Regions from separate parts of the Sus scrofa genome. Here regions 1 and 2 are each linked to region 3. Evidence: chromatin contacts called from public HiChIP or PLAC-seq data. All regions are on one chromosome and are shown on one strand. Each heading gives the region's core, a stretch centred on a gene start, on an enhancer-like site or on the middle of the called end of the contact. The rest is flanking DNA. Distances are from core to core; before and after follow the strand shown.

Region 1 (4,833 bases), core at 2,255-4,754, 230 kb before region 3:
GGGGTTTATGAATTGCTTTCCCATGTGTATACTGATTTTAAAAAAAGAAAATTAGAACATCTACAAGCGCTGCCTATTTTGAAGTAAAAGGAATAGTTTTTCTTAGATTTTTAAAACATTAAAATAACAATATGTGATGGTTCTAATGAACTGAAGTTGAATTCTTTAAAAGGTGAGCACCATCTTACTAATGACAGATATGTCCATTTTTCTGAGAAATAGGATGATGTGTTACGTAAATTTTGAAAAGAAAAAAAAATTGTGGTATTCAGCAATATCTCATGAAGATATGATACAAATGCCAGAAATCTTTGCAACACTGTCTTACACTAAGGAAGATGACAGTACTTGCGTTATAAGAACATTTTCATATCATACAGAAGATAAAATTATGTCGTTTGCTTGGGTTTTATACTAAATGTACACATAGCATTATAAAATTTGAAGTGGAAATAGAGTCAATCATGATTCAAAGCTATTCAATGCTTTGTGTAAATTTCAAAATAACTCAGAAGGGAAAGCAAAACAAATAATTTCATTAGGAACAAACTGAAAACAGGACAACATAAAATTATAGTGTCCTTTGACAACAAAGGTAAGAATTTAAACATCAGGGAATGTGTGTACAACATTTCTTGAAGGAAATTGGAATGTGTTTATTTTCTATTTGCTTATTGAGTTTAAATGGAAGTTTTTTCTTTCTTTTTTTTTTTGGACCACACCACGGCATGTGCAAGTTCCTGAGCCAGGGATCAAACCTGAGCTACTGCAAAGACCTAAGCCACAGCAGTGACAATGCTGGATCCTTAACCTGCTGTGCCACCAGGGAGCTCCAGAGAGGGTTTAAATTATATTTCATAAATTCAAAAGCGGCATAATTTGATAGGCTAAGGAACAGGAATAATAACTCATTGTGTTGATATGTGTATTCTTACTGATGTTTTTAAAGCATGGGTTAACAACTTCTAATCCCTGGGTCAATTCGTCAAACCTGGTAACTAACATTTCACTTTACTGTCAAAAAGTGTTTGTACAAAGAGCTTGTTAACAAACCACTGAGTCAACAAATGGGAGTTAAATGACTGAAGAGCAGGGTCAGAGCAAAGTCAGGCGATGCATTGTTTTTTTCTTCTAAGTGTTTTTTCAACCATTCAACTGTTTTTCTTACATATCCACTTTTGTTCCTCATCAAACTCTCCCTGCACATGTGTATGTCACTCAAAGACCAAACTCCTATAACTTCCTCTAGTTCATTTCTATCAAGTTCTCTTTCTCACGTTTACCACCGATTGTAGCTATATCCATCTATCTTTACCTATAGCTATACCCATATCGATCGATCGATCAATCTACCTATCTCTCTATCTACAACTATACTTATTTTATATCTACACCAATATTTAAAAACATATTAATTTAGTAGAATTTATACTGAAAACAAATTCTGTAAATTAAAAAAAAAAAAATTATGGCCACACCCGTGGCATATGGAAGTTCCCAGGCCAGGGATTGAATCCCGAGCCCACAGCTGCGACTTATGCTGCAGCTGTGGCAACACTGGATCCTGTAACCCACTGTGCCAGGCCAAGGATTGATCCTGAACTTCCACAGCTACCTGAGCCACTGCAGTCAGATTCTTAACCCATTTGCCACAGCAGGAACTCCAAATACTGTAAATTTTTAAAATTTCTTTTCTTTTCTTTCTTTTTAGGGCTGCACCTGTGGCATGTGGAAGCTCCCAGTCTAGGGGTCAACTCCAAGCTGCAGCTGCCGGCCTACACCATGGCCACAGCCATGCTGGATCCAAGACGCATCTCTGACCTACACCACAGCTCGTGGCAGCACTGGATCCTTAACCCACTGAGCGGGGCCAAGGATCAAACCCGCTTCTTCATGGATACTAGTCAGGTTCTTAACTTACTGAATCATACCAGGAACTCCCAAAACAAGGTATTTATTGAGGAATTTAGAATGTAATAATAATCAAACAACGGTATGTTGTATAGCCATTATTTGAAACTAACTTAACATGGAAAAATGATGATATACTATCAAGTAAAAAAAAGAATAAAGTAGAAAACCAAATTGTGATATAGTAGAGACAGAATTTTCTTTAAAACATGTCCATGTATATATCCATATGCTTTTGGAAATAGATACAAAAATTGAAAGAACTGTATCTAAATGTGAACAGTGGCTATGGTGAAAACCTATGTGCAACTGCTCTCATCTTTGTACTGATTTCTTTCTTCTTATATTTTTCTGCAAGACGCCTCCTATTCTTACAATCATAAAAATGTTAAAACATTTTCTCGTTACAGTAAAACCCAAGAGCACTGAGGAAGTCTGATTCTACCAGAGCCTGGCTGGATCGGGACCTTCCTGGGTGTGGTTCTCTTTGGGGTCCTCCACCCTGCACGGTGGATTTGGGCCTTTAGCAACGATAGCCGTGACAGCTGTGTCAGAACCGAACCGTCCCAATACTGCTGTGTAGAAATGACATTGAATGAACTTGACCCCAGAGGGCTAGTATGCATTGGATCCTGCTCCAGTTGTCTTTGCCCTTTCATATGCATTTATGCTCTTCCAAGATACAGCCTAAACGTTCGTTTTCCAGTTATTACTTAAAGCATCATTTACTCCACAATTCACTGAAGGGCTCGAGGTCACATCCCTTTACATTGCTGATTTAGACACCAGAATCTAAAGAAATGCAATACCCTTGTGCTAGTGAAACTCAAGATTTGTCTTATTTTTTTTTTAATCATGTATGCTTCCTTTCTTGCTTTTCTTAAATCCTGACTGTTTTCCACGAGGATTCACTAGAGAACATATACGTGCATATTCTGTGTTCTATGCAGATACACAGACAGACTCTATATGTTGTGCTGGGACATGTGCCTTTGAATCCCATGCATCGGCCAAGACACATCACTGATAAGGCGGGGCTCCAACAGCTTTGACGCTGCCCTGTAGAAACACACCCCCTCCCCTGGGTCCATGGTGGAGAATGGATGGTGCCAGCGTCCGAGGGCCTGAGTGGGACAGGCATGAGCAACCAGAGACCTCAATCCTCTGACACGTTTGCGAGTTCATCTTGTAAAATTAGGGAGCATCTCAGGTACAAGGGCAGCCTTGCAGGAACTCGGGCCTGGACCAGAGGCCATGGGCTGTGGCGAGGGCAGCTCCATGTCACACCCACAGAAGGCATCCAGTTTCTAGGTTACGTGTAAGTTTGAAGAGATATTATGAAAGATGTACTTTAATTCTCAGGGGAACTGGCATGTTCGGTGGACAGGAGTCTCTCCTCCCTTGATGGCCACCCGAGCCAGATACATCACCGGGGGACCCCTGCGGGGACAGGGAAGCGGGGCTCATTCCACGTGTTCCCTCAAATCAGTACCATTTTAATTTGGTGTTCGTTCTTTGGAGCCAATGCCTAAGAGTCGATTGGGAGTGCTGAATTAGAACCAGCTGGGCTTTCAGCTCCATCGCCTCCCTTTCCTGTTTCCCTGAGAAAACAATCCCAGAGCAGGGGCGTAGCCAAGAGGGGACCATTCAGTGCTCGGCCGGGACTGCATTTCCAGTGCTAATCACGTGCAGGAAAGCCACACGCTACAGATACTTTTTCTGATGAACTCATAATTGGTTTTAAGTATTGCTACCTTCCTGAAGGAATCAGAAGCTTCCATTTTTTTCTTTCAATTCTTTTTTGAATTTTTCAGACTTGGTAAAAGCTACAGTGTTATCTCCTGGACTGGCTGTGCAACTCCACTCTCAAAGGGATGTAAGAATCTTTATCAAGACAAATAACTTTTTCAAGTGATGGATAAATCAAAATAGTGCTGAATCACCACGAGCATTTCAATAATAATTTCATTTTGAGAATTTTTGCCATATGAGTCATTTATATTTTGTTTCTGAGAATTCAGCCAACGCCTAAAATCCAACATTCTCATCCTATTCCACTTTAGTAATATTCTAATAATTTAAATATTTTGCTTTACAATTTTGACTAAAAAGGAAGCAACTTATTGAGTTTTTTTTTTTTTTTGCCACATGGTCTTTAGTCTTATGCAAATACAGATTTATTGTTTTCTATGTAATTAATATATTAATATTACAGGTAACTATATACTAACTAGTATTTTAATTAGTGTATTTGCTTGGCTTTCTTCTTGTTCTTGCTCTCTTTTACCCACTAAATAAGCGAACTGTGACACATCACCTCTGTATGCATAAACAGCACTCTACTGCCCAAGCTAACTGGCAAATTAAAGAAAATTATATAGCATGCCAGACGCTGTACTGTCATCTCCCCGCCTGTCACACCGACCCATGGGTAGGGAATTGCAGAACAGTTGTAAATTCCTGATTCCACTGTACGAATTTCAAATCGAACTCCATGCTTGTGACAGTATTAACTACAGCCATGGAGCTGAACCTGGGTTGAGATCTGAGAGTTTTGCAAACAACAAAATCATTTCTCTCGCATATTATCTGAGTATACATCCTACATGTACTTCAGTCAATATCTCTTGACTGAATGAAGTTACCCACTTTAGTTAAGCAGACAGGAAAGTCTTTCAGTGATTTTTAAGGAACAGGGTATGGAATAGTTATTCTTCTCGGAAGAAAACGGTGCGACCGTATCACACAAGAGCAAAGAGGCTGCTGGTCGACGCTTCCGAGACCCTGGGTTTGGCTTTTCCAAGTGCGGGTGACCCAGAGGGAAGAAAGCATTTCTAACTCCGAACCCCCTGCTCTTTCTGGGGTGAAACTCTGCCTCCTAAGGACATGACCTTGAAGGTCTCTTTGCAAAAACCCATGTTC
Region 2 (4,875 bases), core at 784-3,283, 230 kb after region 3:
CAAGACAGCGGGGTGGACAGCCTTCTCAGGGAAAGAGACCCCTAATGCCAGCAGTTGGCTTTTCAGTGCAGGAAATGATACACCTCAAGGTTCGCATTATCTTTCTTCTTTTTTAATTAGTAAATCATATACTTGTGCACGAGCCTGAGTCAACAGACCAGGCTTTATTGTCTCCAGCATACAATTCTCTCCTACCATTAGGGAAATTGGCTTATTCCTGGATGTCTCAAAAGCTTCCTAAACACAGGGAATTTAGACAATGAGAAAAGGGTTTTGTAATGGAGCGTCTTTCACAAATCAATATTAAATCACTAACGGACTTGGAAAGGGGTACAGACCGGAAAGCCATTTGTTTTAATGGAATCTCATGAGGAATGCGTAAAAAAGAATATGCCCTGAATATCTTCCTAATAAATCAAAACAAGGGAATCTGTATAATAGTAAATATAACTTTGAGAAAATGTAATTATCTTAATTTTTTTTAAGGACCAGCCCCAGACATTGTTTTGAGAACCACTACTTCGTATGTTCCTGTAATCCTCTAACCTCTGAAAACCATTATACATGATACATCCAAATTCTAACCATGGCATTGGTTATTCCAGTATTTTGAGAACTATTTGAAACATAAAGGTAAAGTTCCTCCATTCGTGAAATTAACGCAATCTGAAAATTCACATATTAATCCAAAAAAAGAAAAAAAGAAAGAGGTTTGATTATTGAAAATATTATAGCTTTAGAGAATGAAAATTACACTGGAGGGGTAAAATTTTTAACAGCCCACTTAAAAATGTGGAGCAAAATATTTACTTGGCTGTGAGCATCTCTGTCAGCAAACTTCTAAATGATTACCGTGTCTTACGTGCAAGATGATATTTCGGTTACAATTAAAATCATTGGTTGGATTTTAAGACGCCTCCGACTCAACCTACAAATTTGGGATTTACTAGGAAAGAATAACAAAACATCTTAAAAACTTCTTGAAGGGTTCTTTTCTTCTTATATCAAGAAGCAAAATGCACTCAGTGCCCTGTTGAGTAAGTTAAAAAGCATCCAAGACATAGGCAAATTCCCTTGATAAAAATGTTTTCTAGATTAATATTGCTATTCAAAGTCCTTTCCACATCGCTTGGATTTTTCTTTTCCTTTTAAAGCACCAAGTTTCTCCTCCTGGTTTTGGAATCCATGAACAGATCCGGTGCCATGTCACAGACACAGTCAGATCCTTTAAAACCTTTTCTCTTTCTGTTTCTTTTTTTGAGTTTCCTGTCGGCCTGACACATTGTGTTCTCACATCCCTTGGAAACCACGTGGGGAAGAAATAAAGTGCACCCCTCCGTCCACAGATAGGCAATGTTTGCTCACCGACTGGGGGAAACACAACAGGTCACTGCAATTGGCTATATATGGTCATTCAGTCACACGGAGCAAGGGACGAGGCCAGGACACAGGAAACACCTGTGGAAAAGGACTCCGAATAATGGGCCCTTTTGCAGTTTAACTGTTCACAAAGCACAGAAATACCAAATACCAGCAACATGTTGGCCAATGTTATTTAAAACGGGCTCCCTGCAAAGACAGGGGAGCAGGTGCAAGACTTGCCTCTCAAAAACGTTCTGTTTTGGAGTTCCTGTGGCTCAGCCAAAACGAATCCAACTAGCAGGCAAGAGGATGCCAGCTGGATCCCTGGCCTCGCTCTGTGGGTTAAGGATCCGGTGTTGCCTGTGAGCTGTGGTGTAGGTCGCAGTCTCAGCTTGGGTCCTTCGTTGCTGTGGCATAGGCCAGGGGCTACAGCTCTGATTGGACCCCAGCCTGGGAACCTCCATATGCCGCAGGTGCAGCCCTAAAAAGCCACACACACCAAAAAAAAAAAAACGTGCTTTTTCTTTAGCACCAAGTCTTGCACGTTGTAGCACTACCCACGGTAAAAGCAATGAAAAGTCTTCAGGGCAGACACTAAAACTGTCTTTCAGGGATGTCCTTTCCTGAAACCTGGAAGATGTGGAAACAAGGAACTTGTGCCTGAGGATGTAGCTCCATCTACAGGACGTGGGAGGTAGGACAAGGTCCATGTAAACAAATTCTCCGGCCACACGCGGATATTAAGGTTGTGTTTTGCTTCTGATAAATGAGCTTTTTCACTGAGAAGAAAGGAACGTGAAACGAGGGGTGACGTGCACGTGGGCCATTCATTCCTGAGGCTTTGATCGACTTAGTTTTTATTCTCTTCTTTGTAAATTAAAAAAAAAAAAAAAGTCCATGTAAGCTCATCTTTGGTTTAAAAGAAAAGGCAGTTCTGGTTGGGGATGTAGATGGCGGGGGCGGCTAGGCATTTGGGAAGCCGAGGGCATATGGGAAATATTTGTACCTTCCTCTCCATTTTGTTGTAAACCTAAAACGGCTCTAAAAAGTGCTCTTTTACATAAGAGAACAGACTTGTGGTTGCCAAGGGGAAGCCGGGAGCGAGGAGGAGTTTGCGGTTAGCAGATAAAACTAGTACATGTAGAATGGATGAGCAATGAGGTCCTACTGTACAGGACAGGAACCATATCCCGACTCTTGGGATAAAACATGCTGGAAAATAACACAGGAAAGGGAATGTATATATATACGTATGTATACATATATGCCTGGGCCACTTCGCTATACAGCAGAGACTGGTACAACATTGTAAATCAACCATATTTTAATTAAAAATAAATATAATAACAAATAGGGGTTTTGTTTTGTTTTGTTTCTTAGGGCCGCACCCATAGCATATGGGCCTATGGAAGTTCCCAGGCTAGGAATCGAATAGGAGCTGCATCTGCCGGCCTAGGCCACAGCCACGGCAAGACCAGATCTGAGCCATGTCTGCAACCTACACCACACCTCACAGCAACGCCAGATCCTTAATCCACAGAGAGAGGCCAGGAATGGAACCTCATCCTTATGGATACAAGTCAGGTTCTTTACTGATGAGCCACAAGGGGAACAATAAATCGTTTTTTTAAAACACAAAACCTCAGGCAGAGTCCACTCAGGGAGCACTGAATTCTTTTAGAAAATGGTATGGAGGTACCTCAGGAAACTAAACATAGAACTACCATATAATCCAGCAATTCCACTGCTGGGCATATATCTGGACAAAAGTTTCACTGAAAAAGATACACGCATCCCTGTGTTCATAGCAGCACTATTCACAATAGCCAAGACATGGAAACAACCTCAATGTCTATTGACAGATGAGTAGATTAAGAACATGCAGTACATATACATGGTGGAATATTACTCAGTCATAAAAAAGACAAACAAATGCCATCTTCAGCAACATGGATGGATCTAGAGACTCATTCTAAGTGAAGTCAGAAAGAGAAAGACAAATACCATATGGTATCGCTTGTTTGTGGAATCTACAATATGGCTCAGATAATCCTCTCCAAAAAACAAAAACAAAAAAACAAACACAAAAAACAGAAACAGATCATGGCCAAGAAGAGCAGACTTGGGGTTCCCAAGGGGAGAAGGGGAGGGAGTGGGATGCATGGGCATTTGGGGGGGGGGGTTGGATGAAAACTTATATTTGGAAGGAATGGGCTGTGGGTCCCTAACGTACAGAACAGGGAAATGTGTGTGATTGGGTCACTTTGCTGTACAACAGAACTTGATGAAACATTGTAAATCAACTATACTTTAATAAAATAATAATAATAAAACAAAAAAGAACATGTCAAACTAAAAATAAACTTAAAAAACCTTCCTCCAGTCCATCAAAAGAAAAAAAAAGAAGTCCTCTCTCCTCTCTGTTTTGGGTCCCGCCTGCTCCCGGCTCTCGGCTGGCCAGGGACTGCACGTCGGCACCTTCTTCCCACTTCTCCTCCCTCCCGGGTCCCATGGGCTCTGCACCCCCAGGGCAGTGGCCGGATAAGGACATGCTCTTGATGTCCATGCAGGTGCACAGAGCCATTTTCCAGCTCTCACTTGCAGGAGAGGCGGCCAGTCTCCTGGAAGCCTTGGGCAGGACCGCGGCTGGAACTCGGCCTCTGGCCACCGCTGCCTAATAGAAACAGAGAGACAGAGCTTGGGGCAAAGGAGGAATGAGTAGCTTCATTGCCTTGCCAGGCTAATGCCCTAAACACAGTGCCCTCTCTGGGGAGACCAGGAGTGGTCTTCTCGTTTGGGAGGGGAAGATGGGGCTACAGATTAGGCTCCGGGTAGCAAGCTTGTATTCCTCTTCAAAGCTGGTGTCAGGTGGCCCCGGGACTGGTTCCGGTGGTCCTTGAGATTATCAGGACACGCCCTTCTCTCCGGAAAGAAGGAGGCTTCACGGGTAGTCAGCATCTTCCCTTTGTTGGGGGCTTTAGTTTGGCAGGTATTGTTATGCATATTCCCTTAGAAGGAACCAGGTCCCTGCCCCAAGGCGGCACTATTGTCTCCTGAATGTTCCTCCCTGGTCTCTGCATCCCCTCCATTCCCAGATGAGCAACAGTTTCAACCCGCCCTCAGGGAAGGTCACAGAAGCTGAAGCTTATTCCCTACAAACCGAAAGGTGGGGACACAGAGGCTTCTGTGCCCAGGAGCCTGCAGGGTCCTGGTTTCAGCTCCCTCGTCCTGGAATCTTTTATTCAGGTGGACATCCAAGGTCCAGGAGCAAGGGCCAGATCATTGGCCCAAACGTCCCCTTTCTAGGTCTGTCCTCTTGTCCCCTACCTCTGAGCCCCTCGGCTCAGCAGACATGCTTTTGTTTACTTGAGCTCCAGAGAAAACGTTTCAAAGCAGAAGGGGAGCCAGGCTTCCTGGGCTCTGAAGCTGACCTGATGGGGGGAACCTAAGTAGGAAAAAGGAAAAATACAGAAAAAATGAATGGAATCAGCATAGACATCTCCACAAATTACA
Region 3 (4,510 bases), core at 1,765-4,264:
GGTGGCAAATAAGCTCCTGAAAAAAATGCTCCACATCGTACGTCATCAGGGAACTGGAAATGAAAACGACAAGGAGATAATGCTGCGTTAACCAATAGAAGGACCAACGTCCAAAATACAGACAAACCTCAAATGCTGCCAGAGATGTGGGCAAGGGGAACTGGAACCCATTGCCCATGGGATGTGGGATTATGGGATCACAGAGCAATTCTGTTTTAATTTTTAGGAATTACCGTATTGTTTATACAGTGGCTGCACCATGTAAACATTCCGGCCAGTAACGCAAGGATTCCAGCTTCGCCACATCCTCACTAACGTTTCTTGTCTGGTTGGTTTGTTTTCATGTAATAACTATCCTAGTGGGTTTGAGTTACTCAGTATCTTAAAGCAAATTCCCAACATCAGATCTTTCCCAACCATCCTTGTCTTCGAAAGAGATTTTTCTTTTTTTCAACGTGCAGAAAAATCCCATGTTATTTCCAGGTATTCAAAATGTGATTCATTTATACCATTAATACTTTGTAAAACCACCCAGTTAAACATGGCAGCATTTACCACAGCCATAAGATGACAACATCCTTTTAAAACTTGGACGCACGATCCATACATCCTGCTGAGTAGAGAAGCTGGAACCAATGAAATTAACAACAGATTTTTCTTCCCATGGCCGTTTAGGCAGTTGTGAGTCTCCTGACAATTTTGAAGAGGAGGAGAATAGGAATTTGGGGTGGTAAGTGAAACAGATCATGTCTCATTGTTTTTAGATTCATGTCAGTTTTGACAATGAGGGGAATGTCAAGACCCGAGGTTCTTTGGCCACAGGGAGATCCGGTGAATATTCCTGTCCTGACAGATTTTAGGGCTGACGTGATTTCTGTAAGCGTCTTCAATTCCAGAGCGCCATTGTACAAATGTGTCTTTTAATTCTACACCTACCTGTGAGTTTTCTTCCTGTTTTGTTAGACAATTGAGATAAAATTTCAATGTTTTTATCTAAAATTATTGTACATATATATGTATGTGTTTGTTTGTTTTGGAAGCTGGAGGAAGAAAAAGGAAAGCAGTCATGGAAGAGGTAACTTGCTTTCTTGTTTCCATCAGAGTCTTGAATTTCATGGAGATCTGTGAAAACAACTGTCCTGGAATCTTCCAAAGTTTCAAGGTCATGAAAGACAAGGAAAGTCTGAGAGCTATTTCAGACTGAAGGAGACTAGAGAGATCGGGCAATTTAATGCAGGATGTCATCTGAGTTGGCTCTTCTAGATTCCCGGGGGAAATTATGGGAACAGTTGGCAAAACTTGAATGGGCCTCTAGGTTAGATGATGATAACGTGTAATGTTAATTTCCTGATTTTGATGTATATTGGTTGTGAAGGAGAATGTTCTTGTTTATAAGAAATATGCACTAAAGCGTTTAAGCTGGATGAGACACTGTGGTTCAGGAGGAAAAAAAAGATTCTTTGAGTCCTGCAAATACCTTTTCATTTGAAATTATTTCTAGGAGTTCCCCTTGTGGCTCAACAGTAACAAACCCAGCTAGTACCCAAGAGGATGCGGGTTTTATTCCTGGCCTCATTCAATGGGTTAAGGATCTGGTGTGAGCTATGGTGTAGGTTGCTGTGAGCTGTGGTATAGGTCACAGATGTGGCTCAGATCTGGAATTGCTGGGGCCGTGGTTTAGGCTGGCAGCTGCAGCTCTGATTTGAGCCCTAGCCTGGGAACTTCCATATGCCACAAGTGTGGCCCTAAAAAGCAAAAAAAAAAAAAAGAAAGAAAGAAAAGGAATAAAATTATTTCTAAATTACAAATAATCTAGAGTTATTTCGTTGGACAGACAACAAAAAGATATGCAAAACCAGTGGAAATTATTGCTTATCAAAATTTTTAATTCAAAAAGAGAAGGTGGTTTATGTCATTCCCAGGCAACTAACCCAAAGTGATATTATGACATCTCTTTCTTTTGACTTTGCATTTTATGAAGTCCGGAGAGGCACTAGGTCAGAGCTGTATGATACAGGAAAGACATTTATGAGGTATTTGTTACTTGCTGAATGATGATTAAAAAGGATTGACCATTCTGTTAGAAGTTATTTAACAGAAGTCTTGATATAATATCTCTGTAATTCTTGTTCCTCAAGAACATTGGTGGGAAAGCTTTCATATGCAAAGCTTGGATGAACCTTGGGAGAGAGATACCAAAAAGAATGTGAATACATTTAGAGGGGTTGTGAACATCAGAGGAACGCTATAGCCTGTCGTAGATAATAGAAATAAGTATGATGCTTAAAATAGGTGATTCGGCTTATGGTTTAGCATGCAATGTTCCATAGCTTGGGGGAAGTATGATAAAATCTTTCATGAAAAATACACGCTTTCCTACGTACCACCGAATACTAATTCACAGCCAGTATGAGCCAGGAAAAATTGTTTGATAAAGACATTGCTTAGCCCATTAGCGGATGTGTTACTCAATTTTCTAAAGCTATTAGCGCTTTGAGAGAATAAATTCCTGGAGCCATTTCCAGCTTCCCCTCTCATGTTAGTGTATTTATGTCATATTTGGAATCCCTTTGAAGCCATTCAGATGTTTTAGTCGCTTATAAATTTGCTTTCCTGAACATGTGTTTTTGTGCCATTCATTATGATGTATGTGAGTTTTTTGAGAATAACTTCAGACGAGGCATTATTTACTGATTGTTTCTAATGGTCACTTGTACTCGTGAGTCTATACTTCTTTATGCACAGAACCTTTTGGCATTTTACTTACAAGGTTTTTTACAACGTGTATTTATTTGCAGCATGAAACCCTAGGAGATGAAAAAAAGGAAACCTGAAGAGCAGATGCTCTGAGTTATTTCTGAGGCCCATCTGGAAGGAAGGTCTTGGCGAAACATCCTCTGTACGTCTGCTTCGCTCTTTTCTCTTTGCAGCTGCTTCCTCTGCCTCACTCTTCCACATGGTAGAAGTCAAGGCTGCCAAAAGTTTCCAACGTGGTAAGGATCCAGCCTGTGGGAAGGAAATAGCACAGGTCTCTTACTCCCAGCTGCAAAGTCCTTGGAATGAGCTGTGACTAGCCTAGTCTAAGTAGCTGATTGCAGCCAAAATACAAGGCCAATGCAAGGACTGGGAGTCACCCATGTGACCACGTGGGCTGCAGATGGGTCAGCCCTCAGTCAGAGACTGGCGGAGGGGGCTTGGCAAATCATCCAGCAATTGCTCGTTAAAATTGTGATGAAAAACAATGTTAATAATTATCCAAACCCGTCTGATTAAGTAAAACATCTACTTAAGAGCGTAGTAAAATCTCTGTCTTAAAAGTGGATTTCTATGGGGACAGAACATCTCCGATTGGACACGTCGTCAAAGCCAAACTGAATTTCAGTGATTATTTGTATGTATCTATAATACCACCTCAAAAATCTGCAAGAGACCAAATGTTAGACTTGGTGACGCAGAAATTCATACCATGGAGCATCGTCAATTTTGTCTTTCCAATCCTCTCCATCCAGCAGAAAGCAACATCTCAAAGTCTGGATCGAACCTTTGTGTATATGCATATTTACATACAGTTACATGTCTATAGTTTTAAGTTTAGGTATATTTGGGGATAAGGAAGAAAGATGGCCATGCAGCGGGAGACTCGGAAAATAATAAATGTCGGATGTCGGAAGTGGTTTGGATCTGACAAGCAGAGCTAGAGATCTGAGTTCTCAGTTTTCAGGCACTCTCCTAACAGTCTCTGTAATTCATTTCAGAGCTCCGCTACCCCTCGTGAAATACGTCTGGCATTATTTCTAAAAGCGCTTTGTACGAGGACATCTTGCTCAATTATGAGGGATGATTTCGAAGGGCACACCAGGCTCTCAACTAGAAAACATATTTACACTGTTTATAGGAACAGCTCTCCTCCCCTGTGTTAGAAAGTGATTCTTCCCAGACCTTTGCAGAGAGAGAGCAGAGGGGTCGAATGCAACTGCACCTAAGCAGGTCTGGCATCGGCACTCATACCTCTGTGATAGTTCTGTGACGGCTGTTTCTACGCCGAAAAGGTACATGCATCTCCTTGGGCGTGCACCATCACAAATGGATACAGCTGCAGCATCAGCACCTGTTTCCTCTGTCCTCTGGGGCTCTGAAATCCTACTGAATCTGCTGCCAATTTCCTTTCTTTGTTTTATACTCAGCGAAGTGAGGAGGTAAGGGGAAAATAAGGTAACAAAAGGATTCAGAAAAAAAGAGCTTCTCTTTAAAATATTGCTGCCTATTTCTACTAAGATCAGTCCTCTATGTTTATTCTCAGGTACAGATCTTCCGCTTTTAACTTGAGCAACTATCTCAGTACATTAGATTTGTTAGGCTATTTTTTAACTTTAATACAGTATTAAGAAGCAATAGTGGATTCCTGGACGTGTCAAACTATTTTTAGGCTAAAAAAGCATTTAAATAAGAAATGCAAAAAAAAAAAAGTGTCAGAATATAGCACCTTTAGAGATTGAAATAGATTTATAGA

The links. HiChIP or PLAC-seq counts read pairs in DNA pulled down with a chosen protein or histone mark.
Region 1: an H3K27ac HiChIP or PLAC-seq map of skeletal muscle shows a contact between it and region 3, with 4 times the contacts expected there. The contact joins two enhancer-like sites. A contact is called at or near these places in 1 of 47 Hi-C or Micro-C datasets (embryonic fibroblasts) and 2 of 2 datasets of contacts at active chromatin or transcription factors (alveolar macrophages and skeletal muscle).
Region 2: an H3K27ac HiChIP or PLAC-seq map of skeletal muscle shows a contact between it and region 3. The contact joins two enhancer-like sites. A contact is called at or near these places in 5 of 47 Hi-C or Micro-C datasets (embryonic fibroblasts, fetal heart ventricle, heart right ventricle and 1 more) and 1 of 2 datasets of contacts at active chromatin or transcription factors (skeletal muscle).

Annotation. Positions count from the first base shown.
Region 1 is chr10:66,192,417-66,197,249 of Sscrofa11.1, reverse strand. No RefSeq gene overlaps it. Among named protein-coding and RNA genes, the nearest start is that of KLF6, 290 kb to the left of the region's middle. Within about 2 kb of position 3,504, at least 13 of the 83 cell types and tissues checked have an H3K27ac peak or open chromatin away from gene starts, as enhancers often do. A contact at or near this core is called in skeletal muscle, where this site is marked.
Region 2 is chr10:65,727,244-65,732,118 of Sscrofa11.1, reverse strand. No RefSeq gene overlaps it. Among named protein-coding and RNA genes, the nearest start is that of AKR1E2, 36 kb to the right of the region's middle. Within about 2 kb of position 2,033, at least 10 of the 83 cell types and tissues checked have an H3K27ac peak or open chromatin away from gene starts, as enhancers often do. A contact at or near this core is called in skeletal muscle, where this site is marked.
Region 3 is chr10:65,960,130-65,964,639 of Sscrofa11.1, reverse strand. No RefSeq gene overlaps it. Among named protein-coding and RNA genes, the nearest start is that of AKR1E2, 270 kb to the right of the region's middle. Within about 2 kb of position 3,014, at least 6 of the 83 cell types and tissues checked have an H3K27ac peak or open chromatin away from gene starts, as enhancers often do. A contact at or near this core is called in skeletal muscle, where this site is marked.